2 separate regions of the Mus musculus genome follow, and region 1 is linked to region 2. A link is a contact called in public HiChIP or PLAC-seq data. All regions are on one chromosome and are shown on one strand. Each heading gives the region's core, a stretch centred on a gene start, on an enhancer-like site or on the middle of the called end of the contact. The rest is flanking DNA. Distances are from core to core; before and after follow the strand shown. Region 1 overlaps Gm31223 (predicted gene, 31223). Region 2 overlaps Gab1 (growth factor receptor bound protein 2-associated protein 1).

Evidence for each region. HiChIP or PLAC-seq counts read pairs in DNA pulled down with a chosen protein or histone mark.
Region 1: an H3K27ac HiChIP or PLAC-seq map of embryonic stem cells shows a contact between it and region 2, with 5 read pairs. The contact joins two enhancer-like sites. A contact is called at or near these places in 6 of 484 Hi-C or Micro-C datasets (cerebral cortex, cortical neurons, granulocyte-monocyte progenitors and 3 more), 2 of 115 datasets of contacts at active chromatin or transcription factors (embryonic stem cells and large pre-B cells) and 2 of 9 other capture datasets (adipose tissue and embryonic stem cells).

What each region holds. Positions count from the first base shown.
Region 1 is chr8:80,972,066-80,977,711 of GRCm38.p6, reverse strand. The region is part of intron 2 of Gm31223 (predicted gene, 31223); the gene reads right to left. Among named protein-coding and RNA genes, the nearest start is that of Gm31223, 26 kb to the right of the region's middle. Within about 2 kb of position 1,536, at least 18 of the 459 cell types and tissues checked have an H3K27ac peak or open chromatin away from gene starts, as enhancers often do.
Region 2 is chr8:80,824,292-80,830,333 of GRCm38.p6, reverse strand. All of the region lies in intron 1 of Gab1 (growth factor receptor bound protein 2-associated protein 1), which reads left to right. Among named protein-coding and RNA genes, the nearest start is that of Gm51580, 13 kb to the right of the region's middle. Within about 2 kb of position 4,458, at least 8 of the 459 cell types and tissues checked have an H3K27ac peak or open chromatin away from gene starts, as enhancers often do.

The DNA.
Region 1 (5,646 bases), core at 287-2,786, 150 kb before region 2:
TCAAAATGAATAGAGGATTTCTTTTTACAAAAGGATTCAAAGTAAACGGTGCTTTAAAAAAAATGCTTATTAAACTGCAACTTTCCCAGGCAAAGAAGAAATTCCTACAGAAGTAATTTTCAAAGACAAGAGAACTGACATTTCTATAAAATCAACAATCTAAGTTTCAGGCATTCAGAAGTTATGTAAAACCTTTAGCCCCGATGTTACATAACCAGTGTGGCTTTAACATTAAAAATAGAATCTAAGAAGTCAGCCAAGTGTATTGCCAGCTCTCTCAATGTCTGTTATGGCCTGCAGTTGTTTTTCCTCTTGATATATTTTGCCTTGTGTACTACACAGCAACACACCCTTCTGCATTGATTTGGGGTATGAAAACATAGGCTTTCATTTGTTGTTTTCACATTCCACTAATGTTAAAATCACTTGGAAGCTGGGTATACAGTCCCATACCTTTAATCCCAGCCCTCAGGAGGCAAAGGCAGATGGATCTCTGAGGTCAAGGCCAGTGTGGTCTACATTGGGAGTTCCAGGACAGCCAGGGCTATGAAGAGAGTCCCTGTCTCAAAAAAACCACAAATCAGTTGGGAAGTTTTTTTTTTTTTTAAGTACTCCAGGTTCAGGCCTCCCTCAATCCAGACTAATGTAGCACTGGGCATCTGCATTTGAGGATGCAGTTTTAATAAGAAAGCTGCTTGAGAGCTGCTTGGGGCCAAGGTGGGGGTATTAATCCTTCTTCCTAGGGCTTTTCCCTAGGAAATTAGTACAATGCTAAGTGTTGTCTGTGTGCTGCATAGTGGGTGTCTGCCCATAAACATCAGAATGAGTATTTTTCCACATCTTAAAAATTAGTTGATAATCAAAACTGGAGGAGCAGTGACAGAAGGAAATAGACTTTCCCAGAGCACACATTAGTAAAGGCTGGAGGTAAGCCCCATGGAGCATTTCTAGTGGGCCTGGTCCTGCTGCCCTCTACTCTTCTCCCTGCTTTCCATGACTAGTTCCTGGTCAAGGAAGAGAAGGCTTAGCAGTAGAAGGGAAACTTTGAAAGAGTCTGATTCTACTTCATTTATTGTGTGGCTAATAGAACAAAATCCAATAAACATTGAGGAAAGTAAATTCATAGTGATCAAAATTATCATTCAAAGTCAGGAAGACATGTTTCCACTCACAAGTGAAAACCGATTAGATCCAAAAAATGAATGGAAAAGAGGGAAGCTGCAAACTAAAAACTTAAATGTAAAGGAAATCATGTGGAGAGAAATGGAAGATCCAAGGATTAACTGAGGCCTGAGACTAAGCTCACACCAAGGCCACCGCTATCTTGTTACTTAGAAGCAGTGATGGAGAAAACCCTAAACACAGCTAGAGGAGAACATACAGAAAACCAAGTTCAGCAGACTCTCCTGCCCCCAGGCCACCTTTGCATGAAGCTAAACTGAAACACTAGTCCCTGCTGACTTACATACTCAGTTTTTATGCTACTATGGCATCCTTGAGTGCTTGTGGCAAACTGTCAGTAGCATAGTTATCAGAGTACTTTACAGAAAACCTCTGACTCAAAGAATGGGCGATGTCAGAGAGCACTCAAGCTTGAAGGTGGTTATAGGACATCTGTAAAACCTGGAAAGAAAAACTCCAAGTGAATGTAGCCAGGGAAATAGAAGTATTAGTTACTGTTTTTATTGATGGCAAACACAGAACAAGCACCCTGAACAAGGAAGGACTTGCTCTGACTTAGCTTGACAGTGTGGGCCATGGTGAAGGGGAGGCCTGTGTGCAGATGGCTCTGGGCTCTGGTGGCAGAAGCTTGAGACTGCTCAGCTCTGAGGTCTGGGAAGCAGAGACAGAAAAGCAAGTGGCGCCAGCCTATAGATTTTAAGCTTGTCTTTACTCAGGCCCATTTCCTCCTCCTACGCCTTGTAAAGGCTCCACAGCTCGCCCAGAGTACCACCACCTAGGGATCAAGTCGCAAACACATGGGCACCTTACACCCAAGCCATAGATAACATTGGACAAAAAAAACAGCTTTCCTCTGATATTTGTTCTGTGTGAAGAAGCAAAGGTCTTCAGGATGATGGGAAATGCTACCAGGTAGTAACTTACACCTGCACAGAGAGCCAGAAATTCATTTGTGGCCATGCACTTGGTTTAAAGACTGTCCAGGTAAGGAGAGCTTTAGAAAGTCCAAATCCACTGTCCATGTGCAGCCTTTGGGGTGTCGTCCTACATCTGTTGTATGCCAGGCCCACACCACACAGAAATAGGAACACAAACCAAACCAGGAGCTAGCAAGCCACAACCCATTCCTTATAGTTAAAAAAAAAAAAAAAAAAAAAGTTAATCTGATATGGAGAGTAAGGTGTTACCCTTGAGGAAGAAGTGGTCAGAGACAGTCTCTGGGGTGTGTTGTGTGGTAGTTGTATTTTATATGTTTCTTCATTTGCTGGGTTGTTCCTATTGGTGCTTAGTTTATTAATATAAACTCGAAAGAGTTTACAGTTGACAGTTCTTTTGAGTCAAGCCTCCTAAGGTGTAAGACTAGAGGAAAAGGGGCTAGAGAGATGGCTCCACAGTTAAGAGCACTGACTGCTCTTCCAGAGGTCCTGATTTCAATTCCTAGCAACCACATAGTGGCTCACAACCATCTGTAATGGGATCTGATGCCCTCTTCTGGTGTATCTGAAGACAGCTACAGTGTACTCATATACATAAAATAAATCTTTTAAAAAAAAATAGAGGGAAGGAAGAATTTAAGGACTTGGAGGCTGAGTCCAGAGAATCATGAGTACAAGACCAGCCTGGGCTACATGGCAAGCTCTTGTGAGGAGGGAAGGAGAGAGAGTGAAAAAGGAGAAAGGTCAGTGCCCAGTGAAGAGTTGTTTGCAATCTCTATGCTGAGTATCCACTTAAATGTAAGTTAAATAACGTGTCAGTCCCTTGGGTACACTAGCCACAATTTAAGAGGATGTGGTCTCATGAGGCTCGTGGCTACCCACCTTAAAGAACTCAACTCTACATGGTGGTGACAAATTAATCACCTTTTGTCATTTTGTACTTCCTTTACCATCTTGTCCACCGTCAGGGCATTTAAATAATTTAAATTACCTATTTAATTTATTTAAATACATATTTAAATAGTTAATATTTAATAAATGAAGCACTTAAGTAATTTAAATTCTGTAATTATGAAATAGGTGAAAATGCTTAAGGAAAGTATCCTAGGCACCTGTCTTCCAAGGAAATGTCCAGTTCAGTTCAGAGACTAGACCATATATGAGTTCCAACAGAGAAACAATATTGATAGCTTTGCCATGGCTAACACAGCAGACCAATAAACTTACTTTTTAATGCTGCTGCTATTGGCAGCTTATTTTCAATCTTTCCATGGCTATAATAAAGGAAATAACTAACAAAATGTGCTTGACCCCAAAAGAACACCATGTCTTCCTTGGAAGTTTATTTTTATTTCTTAATTTTGGGTCATCCTCTTTCCTCCACTCCCTTCCAAGGACCCTAGTTTATTGAGATGAACAAGAACAGAGGTGAGCATTTTTCAGGATGTTGCCTTGTGGTTTAGATGGTCTCAATATCAAAACAACAGAACATTCCAGGGCAGAGCTCTGAAGTCATTTCATCTCTCTAGCACAGTGTGTGCTTGGCTAAGCCAGGACACATTTACAAATCATACTCGTGTTTTTGACAACTTCTATTTCCACAGAAATCCATTTTCAGGTGTGAAAGACAAGCTTGACCTTAACTTGGTAATGCCAGGAGCAGTCTGTTCTCAAGCCGCGATCCAGAGTTAATGGGGAAAATGCTGAGATCTAGACTTACAACATGGAAAACCAACTTGTCACTGAAATTGATGATATGCCTCCATAGGTCTGTGCTGGACAGTTTCTTTCCCTGGATGTTTTCTGCCCTCTTAGATTCTCCAACAGCAGAAGCAATTTCATAAGCAGATCAGCTAGTAGACAAAGGTGTGTTGCTTTCCTTGGTATAGCTAAGCACAATAATAACAACAACAACAACAACTTGCCTTTCCAGCCAATGAAATGACTCAATAAATAAAGGCATTTTCCACAAAGTGTAACAGCCCAAGTCCAATCGTTGGGACCTACATGGTAGGAGAGAAGAACTAACTCTTGAAAGTTGTCCTCAGACCATGACACCCAAATGACATGGCTACACACACACACACACACACACACACACACACACGCGCGCGTGCGCGCGCGCGTCTAATAAAATTTTAAAGCTTGTCTCCCAGCTTGGACCATCTTCCCTTAAGCCCCAGCAAAATCAGAAGAAAACATTCTAAGCTAAACTTAGATTCTTTCTTTGGGCATTGTCTGGAATATTCTCCTTAGTCTTCATTGAGGTAGCTGGCTTTCAATAATTAGGTCAGCAGTTGTCTGGAACAGTAATTTATTCTGCTTCCATTGGCATGTAATATTAAACCACTATAGTTAGGCATTTACAAGTATACAACAAGCTAAGCATGTATTAAGTATTACTGACAAGATAGTAGATCAACTATGATCCGGTCGGTTATTTTCCCAGATCAACTACTGAGTCACAATGACAGCATTAACAATCCCTATATCTGTTGTCCAGGTGACTCAGCATCAGTTAACACCTGCAGGGGTGATTTTGAAAAGTGAATAAGCATGTTGTTCTTATAAAGAGAATCTCCACTGAATATTGCTAAATAATTTCTTTGCCTGGATAATGTTTATCCTTTGGACTTTTAGTCCTGGCAGAAGCAATTCTACAACTAGCCAGTAGCTAGACAACAGTATATTACTTTTTTCACTTATAGCTAAAATGAACACCAAAGTGATCGTGATGATGGTGATGATAACATGATCATCTTTGATAAGTTTGGTAATAATAGTTCTCATGACTCACATTAGTCACAACTTTAAACAGCTTATAAGCAAGGAGTGACATACACATACCCACACATATGTCAGCCTTACTCTTAACTCTCTTTTGCCCTCTCACTTGCCTTTAAGAGAAGTTTTGGTGTTTTCATTGATCCTGTTGTGACGGTTGTTGGTTCTGGAGATGGGACCCAGAGCCTCCCATGTACTAGGCAAGCATTCTGCCACTGGACTACACCCCTGGCCGTCTAAAATGCAGTCACTCTTATAGACAGACATCCCATCCCTGTCTCACACTCCACATATACACTCCATACACTTACTTGCACGTCCGTGGGGTGGGGTGGGGCGTTAACCAACAAACAGCCGCACCTCAGCTGCGTCAGTACGCGCACGCACGCATGCACGCACGCATGCACGCATGCTTCACCCGGGAGATCAGTGTTGTTTGCAGAGTCCACAACTGCGTAAAGCTAATGAGGAATTTTCACCTCCAGTAACCTGTACCGCACTTCAGGCACTGTGGCATTCTGCCACTGGACTACACCCCTGGCCGTCTAAAATGCAGTCACTCTTATAGACAGACATCCCATCCCTGTCTCACACTCCACATATACACTCCATAGAATGAGAAAGTTGCCTGGCGTGAGTGATACACCGGGTCTGCTTACGGAGCCTTGCTCTGTCTCCTGCTCCTTCACATCGGGTGTGTGGAGCATCATTTCCCAGAGACTGGGCTTACTCCTCAGACGACTCC
Region 2 (6,042 bases), core at 3,209-5,708:
GCACAGACGCTCGGGGGATCGGAGGCTGTTTTGATGGTCTGTTGGCATCATGAAAGGAGATATTGTTTGCCAGGGGAGATACAGTCTGGGAAAGAGTGCTCAAGGATCGTGTGACCTCAGAGTGAGACAGAACAGTGGTCTTTGCCTGTGCCATTGAGCTTTTAAAAAATTGTTTGTAACTAATAATAACTGAATATACTGGTGTAGCCTCGGGTTCTGTTTTGGGTTTGGTGGGAATGGGGAAGATGGCATTGTCCAGACTTAAAGTTTCTTTTAACTGTGTTCGTAAATGATTAGGGGTGGTTTTCCACTGTGAAGTAAAAACTGATTGCTACTGGCATTAGCCACTGTTAAATTGTGATGCGCATTCACTTCATTATTATTTCAACAGTTTCGGTGGGGCTTTCTTCTATTTTCTCAATTCAAGAACAGTAATTGTGAATCATAATTCCTAGGAAAATTCTACATCATAATGACCACAGATACATGAGAACTACACCCACCCCCTCTGTTTTTGCTGTCAGTTTAATAAAATCTGGACATCACTCAGGCGTGTTGTGGTGTTTAGACCCTGTATTTTGACGTATTGTGGTAGCTGCTGATTTGTCCTGAGAGTACCACTGTTGCATCCTGTTGCGTCCCTGAGACACTGTTGCATCCCTGAGAGATCCACTGTTGCGTCCCTGGGACACTGTTGCATCCCTGAGAGATCCACTGTTGCGTCCCTGAGACACTGTTGCATCCCTGAGAGATCCACTGTTGCGTCCCTGAGACACTGTTGCATCCCTGAGAGATCCACTGTTGCGTCCCTGAGACATTGTTGCATCCCTGAGAGATCCACTGTTTTGCCCCTGAGCCTTCTCTTGCTGTTTATTTGTGAGCTTTCTAGAGTCCAATGATTCAGAGACAAGAGCTTGTTCTATCCCTCAGACTACTTTTTTTTTATCCTCTCAATACAATGAAAGGAGAAGTATATTCTTTTAGTGCTGTGGTATTTTTATACCTAGTTCTCTTACAATATATATATGGATGAATGATGGACCCAGTATAGTGGTATGTCTTTAATTCCAGCAATTGGAAGGCTGAGGCAGGAAAGTCTAGAGTTCAGATAAAAATTAAATACACAGTGAGACTTCATCTTTAAAAAAATCTGTGTGTGTGTGTGTGTGTTTGTGTGTTCACTCATGCATGCGCATGTATGTACATGTTTCTGAGTGTGTCCATGTGTGCGTGTGTGTAAGCTGGGTGTGTAACTCGGTAGACACTTGCCTAGCATATGTGAGACCCTGAGTTAAACTCTATAAACATCCTAAATAAATAATAAAACCATATTTGTACAATGTTTTCTAGAAATTCAAATTCTTACGTTATAAAGAAGAAAACAATTATTAAACCAATCATAGAAAACCTGTTAAAATGTTGAGATAGTTACTTTCATATACATATATCTTTTTTCCCTTGCTTTTAAAGATAGAATCTCAGGCTAGCCCTGAACTCTCTAATTCTCCCGTGTCTCTTTCTGTGGGCACCACTGCATCCAACAGCCCTGATCATTTGCTTTGGAAAAATACTTTAAATGGTTTGGAAACCTAGGTTTATAAAGCATAATATGTGAGCATATTTCCCACATCCCAGACCATTCTTGGCAAATATTATTTAAATAGCTGCATAGTTCTGTATCTGATATGCTTTTTCTTATAAAGAGTTAGAGAAAAATATGCACTAAAATTAAAAAGCAGGGTTTGAAAACGTCGCCTTCTCTTCCTTTTTAAAGACCATTTCTGTTTGTTTGTGTGCCCATGTGCGTGCATTTATATGTCAGAGGCTGACATGGGTACCTTCCTCGTTGCTCCCCGTCTTACTCTCTGAGAGACTCTCTCATTGAACTCACAGATTTCGTTAAACTGATTGGGCAAGGATCCCAGGTCCTGCCTGTGCCTCCTCAGAGGTAGGATTACTGCTATTACTTGGTGCTGGGAATTAAACTCAGATCTTCATACTTGTATGGTAAACATTTTACTGACTGTACCATCTCCCAAACACCCCTGTGCCTTTTAAATAAAAAAATTAAGGCGTTGTCTCATGGAATACAGGCTGCCCTTGGACTCCTGATCTCCCTCCCCATGCTTCCCTAAGAAATGGGTATGCGGCTGTCTTTGTCTCCTTGACACAAGCTATAGTCAGTGTGGAAGAGGGAGCCTCAGTTGAGTAAATGTCCTCACTACATTGGCCATTGATGTGGGAGGGTCCAGCTCACTGTGGATGGTCACAGCCTGGGCTGATGGTCCTGTGTGCTGTAAAAGAAAGCAGACTGAGCAAGCCATGAGTGAGAAGCAGCAGTGAACAGCAGTCCCTCATGGTCTCCACATACTTTCCTACCTCCAGGTTCCTGCCCTGTTTGAGTTCCTGTCCTATCTCTTCCTTCAACAATGAGCTATGATGTAGTAGTGTAAGCGAAGTAAACCCTTTCCTTTCCAGGCTGCTTTTGGTTGAGGTGTTTGAGCACAGCCATAGAAAGCCTAAGATGCTGGGATTCCTCACCTGGAAACCCACGCTCACCTCGTGGTTCTGTTCTAACTTTAAAAGTAATTAGTTTCAAAGTTTGAGACTATGCAAACTTTATGTTTATATACAAAAGATTTACCCTTTGTAAAAGTGACAATATATAAAACGTATGAACATATATAATAGAAGTCTTTTGATTGGCAACAATTAATTAGAATAATTATTTTAATTGGCTATTATTCATAGCTATTGAATCAGTACAATTTTCAAATAATCAACTTTTATCCCCACTTAAAAAAAAAAACCAAACCAACCTCTGAAACAGTCTTCTCTTTTTATTTGAAGTGAGGTCAACTATTTTTGCAACTAACTTGAGTTTATCTACTTGTGATATAGATTGAGGGTGTACCTGATTGTCCTTGATCTCCCAGGCCGCATAGGACAAGAAAGGCTGTGGCAGTGAAGGAAACGGAGCCAGATGGCCCCCATCAAGGGTGCCAAACCTCCAGCAGGGATGGATGCCACACCAGACAGACAGGGCAGGAAAATCACTTCTTCAAGTAGATTTTGCCACTGCTGCACCTGGTGCGGGGAGTAAGCGTGTAGATTGTTAAGGTCCACTGGGCAAGCGAGGAAGAGGTAAGGACACCGGCCACGAGGCCAGGACTGGGGGTTGGCAGTCCTTGGGCTCTCTGATGAAATCCACTTGGCATTCTCATAGTTTTTCAAAGGAATCTGGGTAAGGCATTTAATCTTGTGTTATTGGTTTAGTTGGCTCTTAAAGGAGAGTCATAATTAAACCAGAGCCATCTGCCAGTGAATCTTAGAGGTGCTTTTCAGTTTGAAAGTTGAAACCCAGAGTCACAAAGCCATCTCTTAAGCATCGGCCTACAGTTGACTGCATGTTGCTGTGGTTTGTTTTTTCCACCAAGGGAGTTGATTTGGGAGAAAGAATGTGGTTAAGAATTCTATGTCCCCAAAGACATCTGTACAACTGCTCCCAAACTTCGTTTCTAAAAGTGACAATAGTAACACTTATTTTAAAGGTAAGAGGGAGGTTGCGTGTTAAAGCATAGCACTGACTTGGCCTCTCCGAGATATTAGAGACTTTGCTATTAATAAATCATGGCGAGTCACGAGATTCCACGGTGTGGAACTGTGCTTGGATCACTGGGGTTCGTTAAATAAAGTTACTTTTCCTTTCTGAGTCAATTACAGTCTCCTGCCCAGAACTACGCACGGAAATGCAAGTCTTTATGAAAGATCTCCAAAGCCCATTGAACTAAACAACAAACCCACTTTGGTTTATTTGCTCTCCCCCTCCCTCTCTCCATCCTTCCCTACGTCTCTCTGTCCCTCCTGCTCCTTCCTCCAGCCCAGGTGATTCCTTCCAGCTTGTTTCTCTTGTCATTCTGAAAGCTGGCCTGACCTTCGCAGTCAGATAATTCTAATTTCAGCTCAAGAAAAGGGAGACGGTCTTGATTTGTGTGGCCGTCTGCATTCATGCCCAATTATACACAACAGTCATTTGTCCATGGCTGCAGGGGAGGCTGGGAGATACACACGTGTTCTGTTAGCGTAGAGTAGGGATGAGGGATCGGTGGTGCCAATCGTGTCACCTGTACTTGCAAATAAATCATGTTGAGACATAGCCATGCCCTTGGCCTGTGGAGGGTCTGTGTCTCCTTTCATATAGCACAGTGAATGAGCTCAGTTCCCTGAGACCATATAGACTTCAAAGCACACCACATTTACTGTCTCGCCCTTTTCAGACGCTTGCTGACATTTGCTAGGGAAAATGGAGAAATGAAATTATAAGAGTCACCAAGAGTTTGTGCCACACTTTGCAGCTTAGTAAACTGTGAGCCATTGCCATAGCTGGGACTTTGTGCTTCTGAAGAGTGGTAGCCAACAGAAAGCACGGTTGATTTGAAGTAACGCTTGAAGAAGCACTGTTCAGAGATGGATTTTTGGAGCAAAGCAGGAAGTTATTGGTGAGGGTGAAGAGAGTATAAAACGTTGTTTAGAGGAGCTAGAGAAATGAACACTTGCCACTCTTCCAGAGGATCTGAGTTCAGTTCCCAGCACCCACATCAGGCAGCTTACAACTGATTGGACTTTATCTCCTAGGGATCCAATGCCTTTCTGTAGCCACTGTGGGTAAACACACACACACACACAGGATTTTTTAAAAGCTTTCATGTGAATTTCTGCTTTTAAGGCGACAGGCCATATTTCAAGCGTATCCTCATCTCCTGCATCCCACAGATTGTTCTGTGTTTTTTCTTTGCTTTCTTCATGACTGGGGCAGAAGAGGGATACATCCATAGGAGGGCATAGACGGTATCTCCACTCTGCAGCTGGGTTCATTTCCCCAACTTCAGGGTGTGCCAGGGAGCAGAGCGGCATAAGGAGGATCATAAAAGCTGAGCTCCCTGTGAGTGACAGAGTGCTGCCCAGGCCACTTGGAAGGACAGGACCTTGCCCACAGCTGGTGTCTTGTGTGTCCACAGCCACAGTCAAGGGAAGGGGGGTTTTGATTTGGAGAGACATGATTGGCCCTGTGAGCTGCCTCTTCTTTCCTTAGTCTGTATAACCACGCATACAATGAGGAGACTAATAGATAATGAGAGACTTGCTCCTGCTGTCAAAGACCTCCCGTCCTTCACTCAGCTCATATTGATTAAAACCTGGTGAGCTTGGCCACAGCATTGGAAAGACAGGTGGACGACCAGGAACTTCTAAAAGGATCAGCAGGAGAGAGAGACCCCGAGATGGGGTGCTGGGGTTTCCGCTGAGTCCACTGTGCTGCTTGAAGCATAAATACAAGGGGGCTTCCAGACCCCTGTGACAGAGGGACACCTGTCTGATAACGGAGGAAAGCAGAGGTCTGGTTCCTTATGCTTTGGTGACTGGAGCTGTTGAAGAACAAAAGCAGATTAATGTAGAATTTTTCTCAAGCTTGACTTAGGATAACAACAAGATGGACTTTTGCTAATGTGCATCCAGCCCCTGGCAGAACACTCTGGAGACAGTCAGTGCTCAGTACATGTTTGTTGAGTGAATAAATTAGGTGGATTTTGGCACTTAATTATCAGAGCTTTCTAGAAGATGAAAGGATTCCCTAGCAGAATGATGTTTTTACAGAGAAAAAGGCAAAAGGCTCTTATCCTCCAGGAGCCCCTCCTTCACTCTCTCATCTTCCACATGTTCATGTCTCACTGGCCCCTCCTGCTTTCAGGACTTTGGGAGAGTAATGGCGTGTAGCCGCCTTTTATCAGGAGAGCCTGTGTTATTTAACCACGCTTCATGGCCCCTTTGTAGCCGACACAGATGGCAGAATGAGTTCGTTTTTAATAATCTAGGTTTTATAGGAATGAACTGTGGTGTGAACTGCTTGGCCTTCCATGAGACGAAGTAGAATCTTGTCTGTCTGACTATCTATTGTTTTTGTGTGTGTGTGTGGTTTTTCGAGACAGGGTTTCTCTGTGTAGCTCTGGCTGTCCTGGGAATCGCTCTGTACACCAGGCTGGCCTC